2 separate regions of the Astyanax mexicanus genome follow, and region 1 is linked to region 2. Evidence: chromatin contacts called from public Hi-C data. All regions are on one chromosome and are shown on one strand. Each heading gives the region's core, a stretch centred on a gene start, on an enhancer-like site or on the middle of the called end of the contact. The rest is flanking DNA. Distances are from core to core; before and after follow the strand shown.

The links. Hi-C and Micro-C count contacts between places; a contact is called where the count stands out from the background.
Region 1: a contact with region 2 is called in a Hi-C map of blood, with 3 times the contacts expected there. The contact joins the promoter of LOC103039557 here to the enhancer-like site in region 2. A contact is called at or near these places in 2 of 3 Hi-C or Micro-C datasets (blood and muscle).

What each region holds. Positions count from the first base shown.
Region 1 is chr7:3,814,232-3,817,903 of AstMex3_surface, reverse strand. LOC103039557 reads right to left here and starts at 1,702. Exons shown (of 9, transcript XM_022684634.2): 1 at 890-1,702. The coding sequence starts at 1,354. It overlaps pde10a (phosphodiesterase 10A), which reads right to left. Exons shown (of 22, transcript XM_022685201.2): 22 at 3,550-3,672.
Region 2 is chr7:3,723,445-3,726,726 of AstMex3_surface, reverse strand. The region is part of intron 1 of pde10a (phosphodiesterase 10A); the gene reads right to left. Among protein-coding and RNA genes, the nearest start is that of pde10a, 9.1 kb to the right of the region's middle. Within about 2 kb of position 1,541, the one cell type or tissue checked has an H3K27ac peak away from gene starts, as active enhancers do.

The DNA.
Region 1 (3,672 bases), core at 453-2,952, 91 kb before region 2:
GCACATTCTCAGGCAGCCAGCCCAGGACCTGTACCTGGACCTGTCTCTTATTCTACAGTTAATCTATAGTTGGTCTAGAGAACATGGCCTTCACTTCTACGGACTCTGACCAGCATGTACAGGGGTTGGACAATGAAACTGAAACACCTGGTTTTAGAGCCAATAATTGATTGTGGTGACGGACAGTTCTGGTGGAAACAGGAGAGTTGAGGTGCACATTGAATTCTGCCGTGATTTGATCAGCCGTGGTTTTATGTTTTTTGGATAGCACCCGAACATCCCTTTCAGACAACTTCCTCTTACAGCGTCCACAGTTAATCCTGTTGGATGTGGTTGGTCCTTCTTGGTGGTATGCTGAGCTGACATTACCCTGGATACCATGGCTCTTGATGCATCACAAAGACTTGCTGTCTTATTTTTTTTTTTTTTTTACCAAATCATGATTAGCTTTTCGTGTTGAAATTAAATAGACATTATTTATATATTTATTAATTTAACACTTTTTTTTAGAAGATGTTGCAGGCCTGAAATGCAGATAAGGATTTATATTATATTAAATGAAATAAAGTATCATGGATTTATATCTTACTCTCCTAACACCTCTAACAAATTAACTACTTCTAACCTCATTTCCTTCTTCCCCTCCTTTACTCCTCTATCCCATTATTTCCCTTTAACCTCCTTTATGCCCTATATAAAGATGTTTTTACCTTTAACTTCTATTACTATTTGTACTTTACTATATAAGTCGCTTTGGACAAAAGCGTCTGCCAAATGTAATGTAATGTAATTTAATATCTGCAATAAAACAAGTCAGAGTATATGTACAAAATAAACACCTTTTCTTATTATTTGTAATTTCTGAACATCCCAGTCTGTAGTTTCTGACCTGCTGGATTTTACGCTCATGTCTCTCCACCGTCTCTCTGATGTTCAGACGTTTATGGCTGATCAGGTCTAGATCTGCTGTCTCTCTGACATCCTCCTCCTCCTTCTTCTTCTTCTTCTTCTTCTTCTTCTTATACGTCCCCACACCTGTGGTCTCATCTGAGCTGCTGAGATCTTCTGCAGGGTCCTGAGGCGTGGTGGCCATGGTGAAGTTACTCCAGGCCTGCATCATCTTCTCCACGTCTGCTTCAGTTTCTCTGCTCTTCTGGAGGCGAGAGGTTTCTTTCTGCGGGTTTCTGGACTTTTCCCAGATGGGTTTGTGTTCTCGGCTGTGGAGCGGTCGGGGACTAAAGCTGTGGGGCCCCAGATGCCCGGAGGTGTAGAGGTGAAGGTCAGCTTTGTTTCCTCTCTCCACACTCAGCAGCAGCTCCTTCAGCTCCCGCCGGATGCCGGAGCTCCTCTGCATTTCAGGAGGCTGTTGGGTTATTGAGAGGAACGACTGTGGAGAAAAGCGTCTCAGTGTTCAGATCTTACACACTAATCACTGATCTAAACACGGTGCAGCTCAGAACATTCATTAAAACATTTGTACTGATAAACATCATGCTTTTAATACCACAGAATCAACATATGTGATGTTTCAGTGCTTTCTAACATCTATTTCTCAGTGTTGTTCAGATTCAGTGTTCTTAGTTATACAGCTCTAAAAAAAAAAAAAAAATAAGAGCCCATTTGAAAATGATGAGTTTCTTTGATTTTAGCAAATTGAAAACCTCTGGAATATAATCAAGAGGAAGATGGATGATCAAAAGCCATCAAACCACCAAAATGAACTGCTTGAATTTTTGCACCCACCAGAAGAGAGAAATGTAGAAAGTTATCCAAAAGCAGTGGGTAAGACTGGTGGAGGAGAAATATTTTTCTATTATATTTCCAATTTTCAGTGCAGGATTATGCTCACAATTGCACAATACAAATTAAATGCATTTTAAGGCCTTTAACACATCTTAACTAGGGTTGCCAGTCATTGTGAGCAGAGCTGGATGTGTGTAGTTTACTAAAACTGTGAAACTGTAGAAACACTACAGGGCTCAAAAGACATAAATGTAGTGCTACAACTAGAACACACTCAAAAAATATTTGAGCAGCTGGTTAAAGTTCTCACCTGTAGATCTGACAGAGCTCCGCCATAACACTAAACGCTAAACACTAAACACTGGTTGCTAAGGAAGTGAGGAACTCTGCTTATTATATAGTGGGTGGAGTTTTAAACCTCTCTCTGTGAAGCTGAACTGATTCAGGATCAGTTACATCACAATAATGCACTACTGAACTTTCTGTACTTTTATCTCACTGCTGTAGATAATTATGTTCTTACTAATAAATAATATCCAAATCAAATATTAAACTCACCGCTCTGCTTTCTGGTAGATCCAATAAATGCTGTCAAATAAAATGTTAAATAGAAGGAATTTATAAATAATAATCTAACTTAAATAATAATCTATAAGTGTGCAGGTGTATTTCTTGCTGCATCATTTTGTACAGTAATGCTCTTTGGTATTTATTCTACTGTACATGTTATTATTCTATTGCTCTAATAACCGTAAGCTATAAATAACTCATATATATATATATATATATATATATATATATATATATATATATATATATATATATATATATATATATATATATTATTTTTTTTCTTAGTCTCTATTTCTTACATTATGTAAATAACACTGTATAATGTATGTGGTTGGATGCTGGCTATGTACCTGTACTATAATTAAGCAAATGCACTCTAGGTTTGTGCTATAATGTGTTATATTGGCAATGCTGTGCTGATCTACGACTACAACACAGCAGTGCCAATATTACATGTTATAGCCTCGAGTGTATTATTGTGATTATACCACAGTTCCATTATCACTGTTTTTTTGAAAGAGAAAGAGAAAATGTGAATTTGGTTATAAACACTCTGACAGTTAAAATAGTTCCATTGCTGCTCTGTTTGTAGCTGCTGTGCTGTTTGGCTTGTAAGCGCTGCATCGTTGCTAGGTTACCTGCATGTTATAGAGTAATAATGCATGGAGAGCAGTGCATTACCGGCTGATAACGGCACTCACAGAACGCCTCTCAGCCAATCACACTGCAGGGTCGGTACTAACTGTGGTATAATGTAATCTAATCAAGTTAAATTTAATTTGCTGTTGTTTGTGTTGTTCGATATTTTCTAATTCCCAGATGCTTCCTTGCATACAAAACAATAAATATTAATATGTATGTTTTACTCATTCTGACCTAAAAAACTGCAAGGAAAATACTACCATAAAATCCTGAGAACCACAGTATTAAAGGCACAGTAAAATAACAAAAACAATAATAATTAAAGTTTAATTCTATAGAATAAAGAGAGGTTGAGGAACAGCTGTGTAAATATGAAGTTAGAACATTCTGGTAGATAATCCAGCAGGAGAACTGCAGTCTACAGGATCTTTAAAGTTGTGCGTTTCCTTCTTTGGCTCTTTTTATTATAAAGTTTTTTCTGTCGGCCACTAAGGGGCATCCCACATCCGTCTACACTCTGGTGAGTAACACTACAAACCACACTACTCTCAACAATTCTGCAGAAATGTAAAATGCGAAAACCACACGAGACAATTTTTCAGAAATATTTAATAAAATTAAATATAATAAAACTGCTCTTATATTTACAGTCAAGACATTCCTCATTTATTTTGGGCAACAGTATGCAGTGGGTCTACATGACCATACATTTCT
Region 2 (3,282 bases), core at 292-2,791:
ATATAAATAGCAAAGTTGATGCCAACAAATGAATTTATTGACATAATAAAAAATAGAAAAAAGACCTAAAGCATGTGCTCAGCATCTGTGGAACGTCTTGAGCTCCTGGTGAATCTGCTTTAGAGAACGCTGAATATGAACAAATTATATCAAAAAGAACCTCTAAAGAGCTAAAATATATATGATGTATGGATCAGGTCAAATAAATCCACCGTCATTTAAAAATATAAAAATATTAGATTGATAGTGATATAAATGTATAGTTTGCAATGTATAGTTTTTAAGAAGAGGTCTGAAACTCCTGCAGATCATGTGAAAGGTGGAGGTTTCTGTCTAAAAAATATTTCTTTTTTTTTTTTTAAATATGAGGATGTTTCACCTGTTCATTCCTGAACAACTAAGACCTTACTCTATAATATTATACCGTCAGATATAATAAAAAATGTAACTAACTATTTTGAACTTTTTTCTTTACATTATTTGAGGTCTGAAAGCTCCGCCATTTCTCATTTTCCGCAAATAAATGCTCTAAATGACATTGTGAATATTGTTTTTTGGAATTCGGGAGAAAAGTTGTTTGTAGTTTATAGAATAAAACTACAATGTTCCTTTTACTTATATAATTTAATTATATACCTGTTTATAAAATCTGAGAAACTGTAGTCTCTTATTATACATATTATAATATTATACATATTATAATTATTATAATTATAATAGCATTGATGTTCACATTTATACGTTTTTATATTCATATTTTTTATTATTATTTTTTTTCTTAAAGCTCACCTTCCGTCGTTTTTTCTTTCATTTTAAAATGTCTAGTTGTGGTCTCTAGTATGAATGAATGACATGTGAGCCGTTTTTGTAAAAAAAAAGTGCTCAGGTGTCTCTGTATAGCTCTTTTTTAATGGACTGTTTTAGGGGTGTGTCCAAAATGACCGGATTCCAGCTTTGCTCATGAATATTCATACATGCAAACAGCATGCAAATATCTCTCCTCTGATTGGCTAGGAGCACTGCGACGCCCCTCCACCGCTCTGCCGCTCACTGCCTCCCACCTCCTAACTGTTGCGTCGCTTCAGCTCCGCCTCTGGGAGTTTCTCGAGCCAAGGTGGGCTGGTCTGTGAGTTTCTGCCTACGTAGGCAGAAAGATAATTCAAAATTCACCCGTTTTTCGGAGGGGGGGAGGGGGGATTTCTTTGCTTAGGTCCTGCAGACAATGGGGGCTGCAAAACAGTTTAATGTGCAGGTGTACACATTCAACTCAGAGAGACCTACTGTATTCCACAAAAAACAAGAAAAATCGGATTTTCGCGGAAGGTGAGCTTTTAGAATTACAACATAAGAGAATGTGATTGTGAAAAAGTGTGAGTTTTTTGTTTTCAGTATTTGGTACAGCATGTCCCGTTTTGCTGTAATGACAGTGTGCACTCGCTCTGCAGGGACTCCACAGGTTTCTGTAAATGCCTCTGTTCAGCAGATCAGACCCACCTGTGAGTCACCTGAATCTATTTGAGAACTTTTTGTATAAAGGAACAAAAGTAGATTCACTTAAAATAGTAAATTTGCTTTTTATTTAAGTATTTACATATCAAAACTTGATGATCTACACTGTAACGCCTTTTTAAAATGTGAGAAACGTTAAAAAAAAAACACAGCCCACACTAAAGATACAGGAACGTGATCAAAGTGAGATCATCATGCTCATTCGGAACATGTCAATACGACCTTTCATGGACACACACACACACACACGCACACACACTGATCCTACTGTTCTCCTGTCCTGAACACTTAGCTCTGATCACGCATGCTAAGAAAACACAAACACACACACACACACACACACACACACACACACACACAGTTATTTTTACCTTTTCACACAATGATCTGAACTTTCTTCTCCTTACATTTGAATAAAAATAGCCTCGTTACTCCTATTTACTAATTTCAGCTCGTTTTCATTCCGGCTTTTTATCGTTCAATAAAACCTCTATCCAGATAAATCTCTCCATCCAGATAGAGTGAATCAATCTGATTGTGATTGGATGTAAAGAAATATAAACATATACCATTCGGACTCCCTATTGGTTTATTCTGTGCACTAGTTAGTTTGTTAGTTTGTAGTTTGTTAGTGCACTATAGGGTTATGTGGGTGTGGTCTAAGCTTTTGTTCCTAATGGCTTTATTTCCCCCCCCTTATATACTTTTACTTAAAGAGTAAAAAGATTGAGTTGATACTTGAGTTTAATTTCTACAGAATTATTGTATTAAAACCCTAGTATCTATACTTCTACATACAGAGTAATGAATAAAGATACTTTTTACATTTTTTGTAGTAGCCAAAACAGCATTTTTTTTTTTTGCCATATGGTGTTAACGTTTCTGTTTAGTCTAAACTGATATAAAATAAAAACAGCCTTAGTATATTTAAGGCGTTTTTGTATTCTATTTATTATTATTATTATTATTATTATTATTATTATTATTATTATTATTATTATTATTATTATTACAGAAAATAAGTGAGAGTTGCTTCTGGAGAGGCATGCGCACTGTGGCTGATACTACAGAGACCCTTCCCTGAATATTTGTCGTTATTTTGGCGCCACCTAGTGTTCAGAGGGGCTCATCTGCTCTCTCTCTCTTTCTCCCAAACTAAATTGACCATGATGCTTTGCGCTCTGCTGGCTGCTTATTATCGCGAGAAAAGGCTGAACGGGATCAGAAATATGACCAATTTAACAGTGTTCACCTATCAGACTGTAGAGCTTCTGCAAACAAAGTCCTTTATGGAGAATAATATGAAGGGTTTTTTTTATTTTTTTATCTCATTCATGAATTTAGATCAGGGGTTCTGAACTGATCTAAGCCCTGGACCCACATTTTATCTAATACAAACCAAACTAATAAAAAAATAGAAAAATAGAAAAACATATGCCTTTACACATTTAAAACACATTTTAACATAAATATGCATGCAAACTTAATTAAAGAGCAATTTTAATTAAGAAACTGAGGAAGACATGACATATATATGTAGAAAAGTTACTACAATAAAATTAAATATCAAAATAAGAAATAAATACGAAACAAATTATATATTTTACTTATCTGCATTCAAAGTACACTAGTGAAAAACTCTCTGTCTCCTTTTGCCCCCAATATTAAAAACAATAATAAAGTACAAAATGTATTTTTAAAATATAGTATAAAATATAGTAAATACAGTATTTTTTTCGCTACCCTTTCAGAATGTCTCTGCCAACCACTATT